Linked DNA regions of Zea mays: all the other regions are linked to region 1. Evidence: chromatin contacts called from public Hi-C data. All regions are on one chromosome and are shown on one strand. Each heading gives the region's core, a stretch centred on a gene start, on an enhancer-like site or on the middle of the called end of the contact. The rest is flanking DNA. Distances are from core to core; before and after follow the strand shown. Region 1 holds the start of LOC100382170 (Polyadenylate-binding protein RBP45C). Region 2 holds the start of LOC100281367. Region 3 holds the start of LOC100284173 (polyketide synthesis homolog 1).

Region 1 (4,002 bases), core at 574-3,073:
CTTCACCCCTTTACTGATCGTTCTGACAGGAAAACAACACTATTCACCCCGTTCCGACTACTGTGCCAACCACCAGGGTAAAACTAACGACAGTAAGTCACGACCTCCCCCGAGTTCAGCCTCGGGCGCAACAGGGAGCTTCGCCTTGCCCGACCTCGGGCCTCGGCCTCAGCCTCAGCCTTGTGAGGAGTCACATCCTCGCCCGACCTCAGCCTCGGCCTCAGGAGAAGTCTCTGCCTCGCCCGACCTCGGCCTCGGACCGACTACGCCACTAGGGATACATCATTACCCTACCCCTAGCTAGCTGCCTCAGGCTACGAAGGAACAAGACCGGTGTCCCATCTAGATTACTCCGGTAACAGGTAATGATGGTTCCCTGCGTGCGTCCATGACGTCGGTTGTTCTCAACTCTCTACGAAAGCAAAGAAACGTTAGCAGGACCCCGGGCCGCAACGTCAGCTGCGCTTCTACAGGGCTCAAGTACTTCTCCGCCGGCCACGTTAGCACATAGCTACACCCTCATTGTACAGCTGGACCATCTCCTTGTATCTATAAAAGGGGATGTCTAGGGCCTTCCTAAAGGGGAGGCAGAGTGGGAGAGACGCGGAGGAGGCTAACTCAGACACCTCACCTCAAGGCCGAACCCTCTCCCTCTCTCTCTCGCGACGCTTGTAACCCCTACTACGAGCACCCCGGTGCAAGATAATATAAGCCTCATCATCCCTCCTGTGTTCCATCTTGTATCAACCTATCTGGGCAGGGACACGCAGCGACAAATTCACTAGTCGGTTGAGGGTCCTCGCGGGTCCGAAACACCGACAACGGTGGAGAAGGTGGGGTTCAAACCCATGTCCTGATGAAAGAAGGACGAGAGACACTGGATAAAGCTGTCTAACCAGTAGAACATCATGCCTATATGTTTTTAATATTGAATATAAATTATATATATGTATATATTTTTTTTTGAAAAATACAAAATATATAATCGTGTCGGGCCGGACTAGCACTACGGGTCGAGGCTACAGCCCAAGCACGACACGACGTTCTTGACTCTTGCAAGCATTAGGTCGTTTCTAAGACCACTTTGGCGCAATGGACTACATGGTGTTTGAGGTTGCTAAATTAGATGGAGCAAGAATGATTTGTCACACTAACTGTAAAATGAAAGGTTATTTGTTGGTTTTAAACGTTAGTAATTGCTACGAAGTAGCATAATTTATATGGAGCACATCCAGTTTTTATTGATGCATGACTTTAACAATCACTCCATATTTTGATCTATCTTTTTTATAAGTTTGAGTTTATGAGACTTATTTTAGAAATTTGAGCTCACAAACTTTCTCTTATTTGGTCTCTGTATGGTGGAATTATGTCACCTTATAATCTCTGTTCGTTCAGTCAGTCGTTGTGAACTCTCTTCTAATTGCTCACTTCATTTGTCGTGTTGTACCAAGACATATTGAATGGAGTAAATAATAACATCAGTTAGCCAAATCAAAAAATATTATACGGAAAGTGGAGACAATCAATAAAAAATCTTGAAATCTTTTTTATGGATAGTTTACATGGTTATTATTGTAAGCCGTCGCAACGCACGAGCAACCGACTAATAAATTTAATTTTTGTGTCGACCATCGTCTTCTGATTGCACATAAATTTAGAATTAGTCAAAGAACGGCCGATAATCAGCGCCAGGCATCGTGCCGGCTCAATTCCGAATTGGACCAGAACGGCCCACGGCCCACTCCGCGCACAGACAGATGTCAACCCCGAATTTTCCTTCTCCCCGTCTCCTCGCCGTCGCTCCTTCGGCCCTTCCTCTCTCCCATCTCGGCTAGGGTTAGGTCGTCTCGCCAAGTCGCCATGATGCAGCAGCCCCCGCCGCAGCAGCCGCAGCCGGGCATGGCGCCGCCTCCGCCTCCGCAGGCTGCTGGCGGGCAGCCACCGCAGTGGGGTGGGATCCCGCCGCCGATGGCGCAGCAGTACGGCGCACCGCCTCCGCAGCAGCCTCCGGCGATGTGGGGCCAGCCTCCGCCGCAGGCGCACTACGGGCAGGCACCAACCCCTCAGCAGTACTACGCCGCGCCGCCGGTGCCGGTGCAGGCGCCAGCCGCCCCCGCTGCGGCGGACGAGGTCAGGACGCTCTGGATCGGGGACCTGCAATACTGGATGGACGAGAACTACGTCTTCGGGTGCTTTTCGAACACTGGGGAGGTATGGGACCTGATCTGAATGATGCTGGCTGTGGGTACGCGTGATTTCGACTGTTGCTCTTCGCGGAATATATGATGCGCCCTTTGCTGCTGCTAATGGGTCTTGCCCTAGGTTTTATAAATCTTATTATGATTTTTACTCGTTTTACTGTGAATTTCGTACGACCGCTGACGATTGAAGCTCCAAGCTAATATAGTTGTGATAATTGTGATGTCTCTTGTAATAATCAAGCTATGGGCTATATTTCTGATTCTTGAACCGGTAATTTTAAATATGGTTTCATGAATTTGTTAGCACGATCTAGTGAGAGTTGTATAATGTATATGTTGTTAAATAACTTAAAATTGTAGCTTTGTGTTTTTTCTGCCTATTATCTTTTGTACAAGGGTAATAATGTTTAGTAGCTATCTATTTTTTTTGCGCAAGACTATTTACATGCTTCAGTTTGGGTTTCTTGATTTGCATTTATATAACGAGTTTCCTGGTTGGCGTTTATAGCTGTATGCTGTCCATGCATTCACGATTGTCTGATCCTTGACTTCATATATAATAAATTTATTTGAAGGTTCAAAATGTGAAGCTCATCCGTGACAAGAATTCAGGGCAGCTTCAGGGTTATGGTTTTGTTGAGTTTACAAGCCGTGCAGCTGCAGAACGAGTTCTTCAGACATACAATGGACAAATGATGCCAAATGTTGACTTGACATTTCGGCTGAATTGGGCCAGTGCTGGTGAAAAGCGCGATGATACTCCTGAATATACTATTTTTGTTGGGGATTTGGCTGCAGATGTTACAGATTACTTGTTACAAGAGACATTCAGGGTTCATTATCCCTCTGTCAAGGGTGCAAAAGTTGTGACTGATAAATTGACAATGCGCACAAAGGGTTATGGATTTGTGAAATTTGGTGATCCTACAGAGCAAGCTCGTGCAATGACTGAAATGAATGGAATGCCTTGTTCTTCCAGGCCTATGCGTATTGGTCCTGCAGCAAGTAGGAAAAATACAGGAGGTGTTGTTCAAGAGAGAGGTAAGCATGGCCAGTACACCATGTCCTTGTGATTTTTGTTAGCTTCTACACATTTGCTGATTGATTTGCATGAGGATATTTTTAACATGTTCTGTTCATATTAGTCTCTTGGGTTGTTTTATTACACTTGCGTTCAAATCAAAATTAGGCCTAGGTGTCGACCACTTCACTTCCAGAAGTCATTATTCCTAGTACAACATTCCCAGCGTGAATTTGGATAATTTAATGAATAGAGCGATAGTAGACTCATGGAACTCATGTTATCTGGAAGCAGGATACCAATGGGCTCTATTCATATAGGAGCCTTGGAACTGACCTGAGCTGCAATGCATTTCTTGTTTAATGCGTGGCCTCATTTAGGTCAGTGTAATAATTTATGTCCTAAATTCCAAGTTGGTTTCCTTAAGTTCCGGTTCTTTGTTATTTATTTTTCCTGCTATCTCTGATTACACTTAGTGCATGTTTTCTTTTTGCACATCTTTTATTAGCTCATGCTTTCCGCTTAGCCTCAGAGATTGGAGCTCTTCCTATATATTTAAACTCCTAGAGCTTGGAAATACTAGTTGTTTCCTTCTTCACTACAAGGCTTTGGGGGGCAAATATTTGCCTTTTATTCTCTTCAATTCATTCTATGTGATGATGGTCTGAGTCATGGCTATGTATCTTCAGTCTTTCTTTGTTTCCTTCAACTCGGATTTATCAATATCTGGGCACATGTGCATGGTCTGTACCTGCATAGCTAATTTGAGATATGTGA
Region 2 (4,002 bases), core at 920-3,419, 200 kb before region 1:
GCCAGCTGAATTTGTATTTGGACTCAAACTGTTGCAGCATGTAAAAGAGCACGTCTGCTCATTTAGGCATTGCAGACAAACTTGTCAGCTATCGTTCAACACAGCGCCTTATTTATAGAACGATTTTACAGTCACAAGCATACTTGTTATTTATCATGTCTAAGCTTTATTCGAAACGACTCATTATCTCTCATACATTGACAAAGAAGACAGGGATCATGTGAATGAGCATGCTACTCGAAAGAGTTCTTGATGTCGATGACAAAGCGGTATTTCACGTCTCGGTTAACAAGCCTGGCGAGAGCCTCGTTGATATAATCCATCTTGATGATCTCGATCTCTGGATAGATTTTGTTCTCCGCGCAAAAGTTAACCATCTCCTGGATGTCTTTTGTACCTCCGACAATACTACCAGACAAGGTCCGCCCACCTGATAAAAAAAGAGTTTAGGTTATATCTAGATGGTTTTGCTTCTGTTACCACGTTCATATGCTTTTACTGCACAAGTGTCAGAACAGAGAATTACCACGATTGAGGCTCGCAGGGTGCATCTTGATCTCACTTGGAAAGCACACTATTGTCATCACACCGCCAACCTTAAGGAGCGAGAGATACGGATCGAATGGATGGTCACCAGAAGCAGTGTCAACTATGAAGTGCAGGGAGTTTTTCAGGGCCTGCAAAAAGCAAGAGATCATACCAGCAAGTTTTCAGGTCAAGCATGCAGAACAGACATCACTTAGCAACACATCTTCATTTTTCAGCATAAGAAAACTGTGCAATGTGCAGTACCTCCATCTGCTGCGTGTCTGACGATATAACAAAGTTATCTGCTCCAAGGAGGTTAATGGCTTCTTCCCTCTTCGATTCGCTCGTGCTGAAAACCGTGACCTTGAGGCCGAAGGCCTTGCCAAATTTGACCGCCATGTGGCCTAGGCCACCGAGCCCAATGACTCCCAGCGACTTCCCAGGCTGCTTCATGTTGTGCCGCGCCATTGGGGTATAGACGGTGATTCCAGCACACAGAAGAGGCGCTGCCTGCGCCAGAGGGTAGCCATCGGGTATCTTGAAGCAGTACCTAAAAAACGTCGATTGGTCGACAGGAAGCTCTGCCTTGTCAGGAAATTGCTGTACTGAACTTGGTTACATGAAGTAGCTAGGGATCAACAACCCGAACTGGGTACACAGTACACTGCATGGCTTACCTTTCATGGACGACAATGTGAGTGGAGTAGCCCCCCTTTGTGATGGTCCCATCAGCATCAGTTGTGTTGTAAGTGAAAACTGTTTCTGGGCAGTAGTTCTCCAGAGAGCTGTTGCAGTTCTCGCAGTGCCGGCACGAGTTCACGTAGGTTCCAACGCCTGCGTGGTCACCCACCTTGAAGGCCTTGACGTCTGCGCCAACCTCAGTCACAACCCCAGCTATCTCATGCCTGCGCGAACCAACAGATATATAAAGTGCGAGCTCCCTACCTAGCTCTACTAAGCTAGGGGTTCAGTGTACATGTTCTTACCCAGGAACCAGAGGATAAACTGAGTCGTTGTGCTTGTTCTGTATCCACATAACGTCACCGTAACACACCCCGCAGTATATGATCTTCAGCGAAACGTCGCTGCTTTGCACTGCCCTGGAAAAAAAAAATACCAGAAGGCATAGTAGACGTTATGAATATGTACGGTTACGGATGGTCTACCGTCTGCTATGCATCAGTTTCACGATTTTAGGCTGTGTTCGGTTATTCCCGTTCTGTGTGAATTTAATGAGATCGAAAGAAATTAGAAATAATTTTTGACTTGCTAGTGATTTAAATCAACCCACTCCACAGGCAGGAAAAAAAACATGATGTACATGTAAAAGGCAAGGAAAACAACACTGGCAGCTATTCCAAAGAATTCTAGCATAGCGAGAAGACAGACAGCAGTGTTCTGAAAAGGCGATAAAAAAACATGATGATGATGAGTTGTGCACCAAATGAGGAGGGGGAGCCACCTCACCTGCGGTTAAACTTGTATGGTGAGAGAACCCCAGAAGGGTCTCTGGCCGCCCAAGCATCGCAGTTGCCGTGCTCTGCTGCAGCAGCCATTTGGAATGAACTGCAGAATCTGACAGATTTCAGCTGCAACAGAAGATCGAAGCGGGGTGGTGGAGTCTGTGTCTGGTGTTTGGGCAGCTGCACCTGACGGCGAGGAAGAGCCTTTTGTACCACGCGCGGCCCGCTGGATGGATGTGGGACCATCGGAGACGGTGGCGACAGCAGTGACGCCGCAGGGCGCAGACCCGGACGCCGGACCTGGCTGGCTGACGGCCGGGGCTCCATCGCTGATTAAACGGGCTGTGCAGCCTGTGCTGTGCGGCCGGCGCATCAGCGCGTGCGTCAACACTTTTTAATGATTTGAGTTGGACGCCTTCAGTCTAGAGATGTCAATGGGCCCCGAAACCCGATTACCCGTGGGGAATTCCTCTATTAGGGTTAAGGTATGGGTTAAAACAAATCCCCATGGGTATAGATTTGGAATAAATCCCTTACCCATCGGGTATGGCGGGTTCGGGTTTGGGAGGGCTAAACCCAAACCCGATTAGCCATGGAGAAAAATACCCGGAACCAGAACAATCTAGCATCTAGGATTTTTATTCCACCATCCAGCAATCCAACGACATTTACTTGTGGGCTGCCTGTGACGTGTGGCCTAGTGGCTGCCGACCAACTTTGGGCCTGTAGGAAAAAGCCCAGCCGCCAGCCGGTCAACAAAGTAAAAAAACCTAGAGTCCCAAGCATTGCGTCCGCCGGTTAACAAATAAAAAGCCCATTAATTTTTGAATAATCGGGTCGGGTATGGATACCCATGGGTATTTAGTACCCGGTCGGGAATGGGTATGGGAGGATTTTCGTACCCGAGGTCGGGTTCGGGTTCGGGGATGGGGGCCGGTCTATGTTCATGGGTACGGGTCTGGGGAGTTAATCCCCGCTGGGGAATTCCCCATTGACATCTCTACTTCAGGCCGCTAATGTGCATCTTCTTCTTCCCACGCGCGGAAGAAATGATTCGTGTCAACAGCCAACACGACAGGACAGTGACACGTAAAACGCCCCCTCCTTCTCGCCGGCTTCCTCTCCTTAGCCTTCCAAAAAGCTTTTATGTGACGAAACAAACACGACGGCAGTTTGAAAATTCCACATCTTGATGCACGAAACTGGAAACCAATCACGTGAGACCCAGGTCCTTTATTCATCTGTAAGACACGGCCTGCCTTTACGCCACGTGGTACTCCGAATCTCAAAGCCAGAACTGACCGCAACATTATTTTTTTCTGGGTTGGGCTGTATCCTATGCCAAGAATTACGGAATTGCAACCAAAACCACTATCCAAGTCACGAACGACCAAACCTTATTGTACGCGTGTGCCTTGTAAAAGATAATAGATAAAGCACTCGATTCTATAAAATTGTTGCCTAAATTTATTTTTTTAAAAAAAAAATACCGTAAAAAAATCCTCCCCTAAAAATCGGACACGTACAGGTAAATAAATTTGAATAGATGTAATTGTGATCTGTTCAATAAATCACGCAAATGCAGTGGAGTGATGTTATTTTTCTCTCATCAGTAGCAACTGCCTAAGAATATTTGTACAAGCTAGGGTGTTGTTTGGTCCACGAATCTTTACTACTCTATAAGAGAGCAAAGTAGGCGTCCACCACCAGATGTGGCTCCGCTCCCGCACCCGTCCTCGCGATGCCCGCCCTGTCCCCGTAACGCACGCTGTGGTCCCCCGCGCCCTCGGCAAGCGCGTCCGCCCTGAATCCGCGTCCCTGCCATCTTCCGCCCCGGATCCGCGTCCGCATCCATGCTCTCCATGGAAGGCGTATGTGATGCTCGCTCATCCCTAAACCCCGCTCGGTCTCCATGGAAGGGTCCTCCACCTCCGCCCCCGGATTCGAGTCCCATCCATCCTCCGCCTCGGCCTGGGCTACAGAGGTGGCGGCATTATGAGCGCTGAGGTGC
Region 3 (4,002 bases), core at 661-3,160, 140 kb before region 1:
CTCCCGAGCTCACGCCATGTACAAGATCGGGCTCGAGCGAGGCAGAGTTTTTGGAAAACCCCTGAGGAGGACCTCGGGCGAGGCGGGGTTCGATCCTTTTGACCTCGGGGACGTACCTTGATGATGCCCTTGAGTTTTAAATGCGTTTTTGGGAATAATCTGGGTACCACTAATTATCATACCCGACAACATGTAATCCACAAGATACTTAGATTCTTTCAACAGCCAGCTCCATAGCCAGATACTCAAAAAAGCTTGTAAAAAAGGCTAAACCAAACAGGCCCTTACCGGTTTCAAAAAACAGCAAATATTTCTGCTCCTAAGACCCCCACCTACACCTAACGTGGCCTCAATCAAGCAGAAAAAGAAAACCAAAAGGAATTATATCACAATTAAGAACTCACAGCTGCTTCTCCTCGGCGACAATGAAGTCAGCGAAGGAACCGAGGCCGGTAAAGGAGCAGACGCGGTCGCCGGGCTGGAGCCCACGCACGCTGGGACCGACTGCGTACGTCACATGCATTGTCCTTATCGTCCAAGACAGGCTCGGGCGAGGCGAACATGGCTGCCCTGGGATGAGGGGGCCTCGGGCGAGGAGGAGATTCTCCCGAGCTCACGCCATGTACAAGATCGGGCTCGAGCGAGGCAGAGTTTTTGGAAAACCCCTGAGGAGGACCTCGGGCGAGGCGGGGTTCGATCCTTTTGACCTCGGGGACGTACCTTGATGATGCCCTTGAGTTTTAAATGCGTTTTTGGGAATAATCTGGGTACCACTAATTATCATACCCGACAACATGTAATCCACAAGATACTTAGATTCTTTCAACAGCCAGCTCCATAGTCAGATACTCAAAAAAGCTTGTAAAAAAGGCTAAACCAAACAGGCCCTTACCGGTTTCAAAAAACAGCAAATATTTCTGCTCCTAAGACCCCCACCTACACCTAACGTGGCCTCAATCAAGCAGAAAAAGAAAACCAAAAGGAATTATATCACAATTAAGAACTCACAGCTGCTTCTCCTCGGCCGAGGCGGAGATTCTCCCAAGCTCACGCCCTGTCCGAGATCGGGCTCGAGCAAGGCGGAGTTTTTGGAATACTCGTGAGGAGGACCTCGGGTGAGGCAGAGTTCGATCCTTTTGACCTCAGGGACGTACCTTGATGATGTCCTTGAGTTTTAAGAGCATTTTAGGGGATAATCTGGGTAACCCTAATTATCATACCAGACAGCATGTAATCCACACGATACCCACATTCTTTCCACAGCCAGCTCTATAGTCAGATCCTCAAAAAAGCTTGTAAAAAAAGCTAAACCAAGCCCTTACAGGTTTCAAAAAACAGCAAATATTTCTGCTCCTAAGACCCTCACCTACACCTAACGTGGCCTCAATCAAGCAGAAAAAGAAACCAAAAGGAATTATATCACAATTAAGAACTCACAGCTGCTTCTCCTCGGCGACGATGAAGTCAGCGAAGGAACCGAGGCCGGTAAAGGAGCAGACGCGGTCGCCGGGCCGGAGCCCACGCACGCCGGGACCGACTGCGTCGACCACGCCAGAGTAGTCGGATCCAGGCACGAACGGAAGCGGGGGCCGCTCCTGGTACTTGCCCTGCACCTGGAGGAACGTGGCGAAGTTGAGGCTGGTCGCCGCGACTCGCACTCGGACAGCCGTCGGCGATGAGATCTCCGGCACTGGGTGATCCCCAGAGACCGCGGCGAACGGGGAGGCTTCACCGCCAGGGGGCAGGGTGGGATCGCCCAGCTGCCGCACCACGAGCGCCTCCATTTACTGGGTACTAGGTGAAATGATGCTCTTGACTCTTGAGAAAGACGACTACACGACGACGCTAACTTTGGGCTGGCTCTTGACTTTTGGGACTTCTCGGGCTTGCTTTGGGCTGGCTCGTTATCCAACCTACTGAACCGCAACCCACATGCAGGTTATGTGGTTTCAATTCACAGTAAGGCTGAGTCCAGTGCACAGCCTCTCTCTCGCCCCTGCCACGTCAGCTCTCGCCTCCACTCTCGTCCCTGCTGCTCCAGTGCACAGGCTGCAGCAGGCTACAGCCTCAGGCTATAGCACACGTGGACCAATCAGAAGCCGCCACTCACTGTCGCCCCTCGCTCTCGCCCGCGAAGACGCCATCGCCAACGCGTCGCCCCGCTCTCGCCTGCCTATCGCCGGGCGGTAGCAGTAGCGCCCGCCGGGTCGCTCTCGCCCGCCTCCAGCCCCGCTCTCGCCTCCTGCTGGGCGCTATCGCCCTCACTATAGCCTGCATTGGCACCAGCCTAAAATCCGAACGAACGAGTAAATGATACCGAACAAATTTCAAGTTGAACGGGTACGAATGCAACAGTGATTTATTCAGATTTTAAAAAATATTTAAAATAATTTTATGATTAAGAAAACATAATATTACTATTTTAATCTTCCTTAATCACTGACGTGTAATCTTGTCAGATTATATAATCTAATTAGATTATAATCCTAATCAAACATGCCCCTTTATTATTTAATTTAGATTATATAATTCCGATTATGTATTCTCATATATAATCTATATTGTATAAATCTATAACCGAAACAAAACCCATAATCTCATATATAGAATCATAGTTGGGATTCATGTCTCCATCGAACCCCCTAGTTAACCACGCGTTAAGGCTATCCGCACTCATGCAACTCTAAATTTTTACCCTAAAAAGAATATTTCATCCTGGTCAGCGAGATTCTCTACTCTATCCTACAATCTTCCGCACTCATATTCACCTTAAATCTCTACCCTATACCAACTACCACATATTCTATTATTTATTTTTATCAACCGTCTTCAACTACCGTGTGTTGTTCTTTTATTTGAGCATGTAAGGACGTGCGACAGCAGATAGGGTTGAGATCGTACAACGCTTGGTTCAGTGTTTCAGCTGCTCTACTGGACAATAGCGTGAGGTATCCAGTCCGCCGCTGCACCTGATTTCAACGCTACTCCATGATAGCGTAGAGCATACAGGCGCTGAGTGCGGACAGCCTAACAAATCTACATAAGGCGGTCGGCCAGATGCGCTGGCGTGTTGGATCTGTTGAAGCTCCCCTCCGTTCCATTGCCTCGGGTCGGATGGACCCTGAATCTTCCGTCATGGCAAACGCCTCTTCCCCATCATTAGTGAAGACGTCATCGAGTTGCCTGGCACAAGGCATCACCGCGGCGCACAATTTCGAGGTTATCACTGCTCGAAGGCATGGGCGCCGGCGAGCGCGTCCACTCGAGGAACTTTAGCGTTGGCGACTACGACTGGAGCATCTTTCTCTACCCAGAAGGGATCACGACGGCGCATGCAGATAAAAGTGTCGGCCTTCTTGAATCCTCGTAGAGGAGGGCAGGGGTAGGATCGCGTGAGGGTCGGGTTCAGCTTCACCGCCTTCAGCAAGGATAGCAAGGTGTGGAAAAAGGAAAGCACGGAGCAAACCTTTATACCTAAATCCAACCAATTCAGGACGTTGTTGCGCAACGGCAATGACCGCTTCACGGGTAGGTGTGTCCTGATCGTCGTCTCCGCGTCCACGACGTGAGCGCCATCGTCGTTCGGGAGCCGACCGTGCTCCGGAACCTGGTGAGCATGCCACGGGACAGGGACGGCGCAGACGTGACCTTCGTCGTGGGTAGACAGTTGTTCCCGGCCCACCGATGCGAGCTCGCCGCGAGGTTAGCGGTGTTCAGGGCGGAGCTCTTCGGCCCGATGAGGGAGAAGGACGCGTCGCGCGTCAGGAATGACGACATGGAGCTTTCCATCTTCGAGGCACGTCGCCATTTCGTCTACACGGACTCTCTATCATACGAGATGACAGCGAGGGGGGCAAGAATGTGTGGATGCAGCATCTGCTGTTAGGATGAAAACGGACGGGAAAATCATGTTTCGTCCGGTAATGTATTTCGTTTTTATCCGTATCGTTTTCGTATATGCGGGAAAAACGAGAATGGGACGAAAACATAATGGTGCATTGT

The links. Hi-C and Micro-C count contacts between places; a contact is called where the count stands out from the background.
Region 2: a Hi-C map of ear shows a contact between it and region 1, with 2.7 times the contacts expected there. The contact joins the promoter of LOC100281367 here to the promoter of LOC100382170 in region 1. A contact is called at or near these places in 2 of 25 Hi-C or Micro-C datasets (ear and tassel) and 1 of 3 datasets of contacts at active chromatin or transcription factors (leaf).
Region 3: a Hi-C map of ear shows a contact between it and region 1, with 2.9 times the contacts expected there. The contact joins the promoter of LOC100284173 here to the promoter of LOC100382170 in region 1. A contact is called at or near these places in 6 of 25 Hi-C or Micro-C datasets (ear, endosperm, leaf and 2 more) and 1 of 3 datasets of contacts at active chromatin or transcription factors (leaf).

What each region holds. Positions count from the first base shown.
Region 1 is chr2:9,020,158-9,024,159 of Zm-B73-REFERENCE-NAM-5.0, reverse strand. LOC100382170 (Polyadenylate-binding protein RBP45C) reads left to right here and starts at 1,823. Exons shown (of 7, transcript NM_001174930.1): 1 at 1,823-2,214; 2 at 2,780-3,245. The coding sequence starts at 1,864.
Region 2 is chr2:9,224,184-9,228,185 of Zm-B73-REFERENCE-NAM-5.0, reverse strand. It overlaps LOC100281367, which reads right to left and starts at 2,169. Exons shown (of 6, transcript NM_001154285.3): 1 at 1,996-2,169; 2 at 1,515-1,628; 3 at 1,206-1,433; 4 at 793-1,078; 5 at 527-677; 6 at 86-430. The coding sequence starts at 2,084. The coding sequence ends at 234. It also overlaps the pseudogene LOC103648389.
Region 3 is chr2:9,163,458-9,167,459 of Zm-B73-REFERENCE-NAM-5.0, reverse strand. It overlaps LOC100284173 (polyketide synthesis homolog 1), which reads right to left and starts at 1,910. Exons shown (of 6, transcript NM_001157069.2): 1 at 1,438-1,910. The coding sequence starts at 1,784.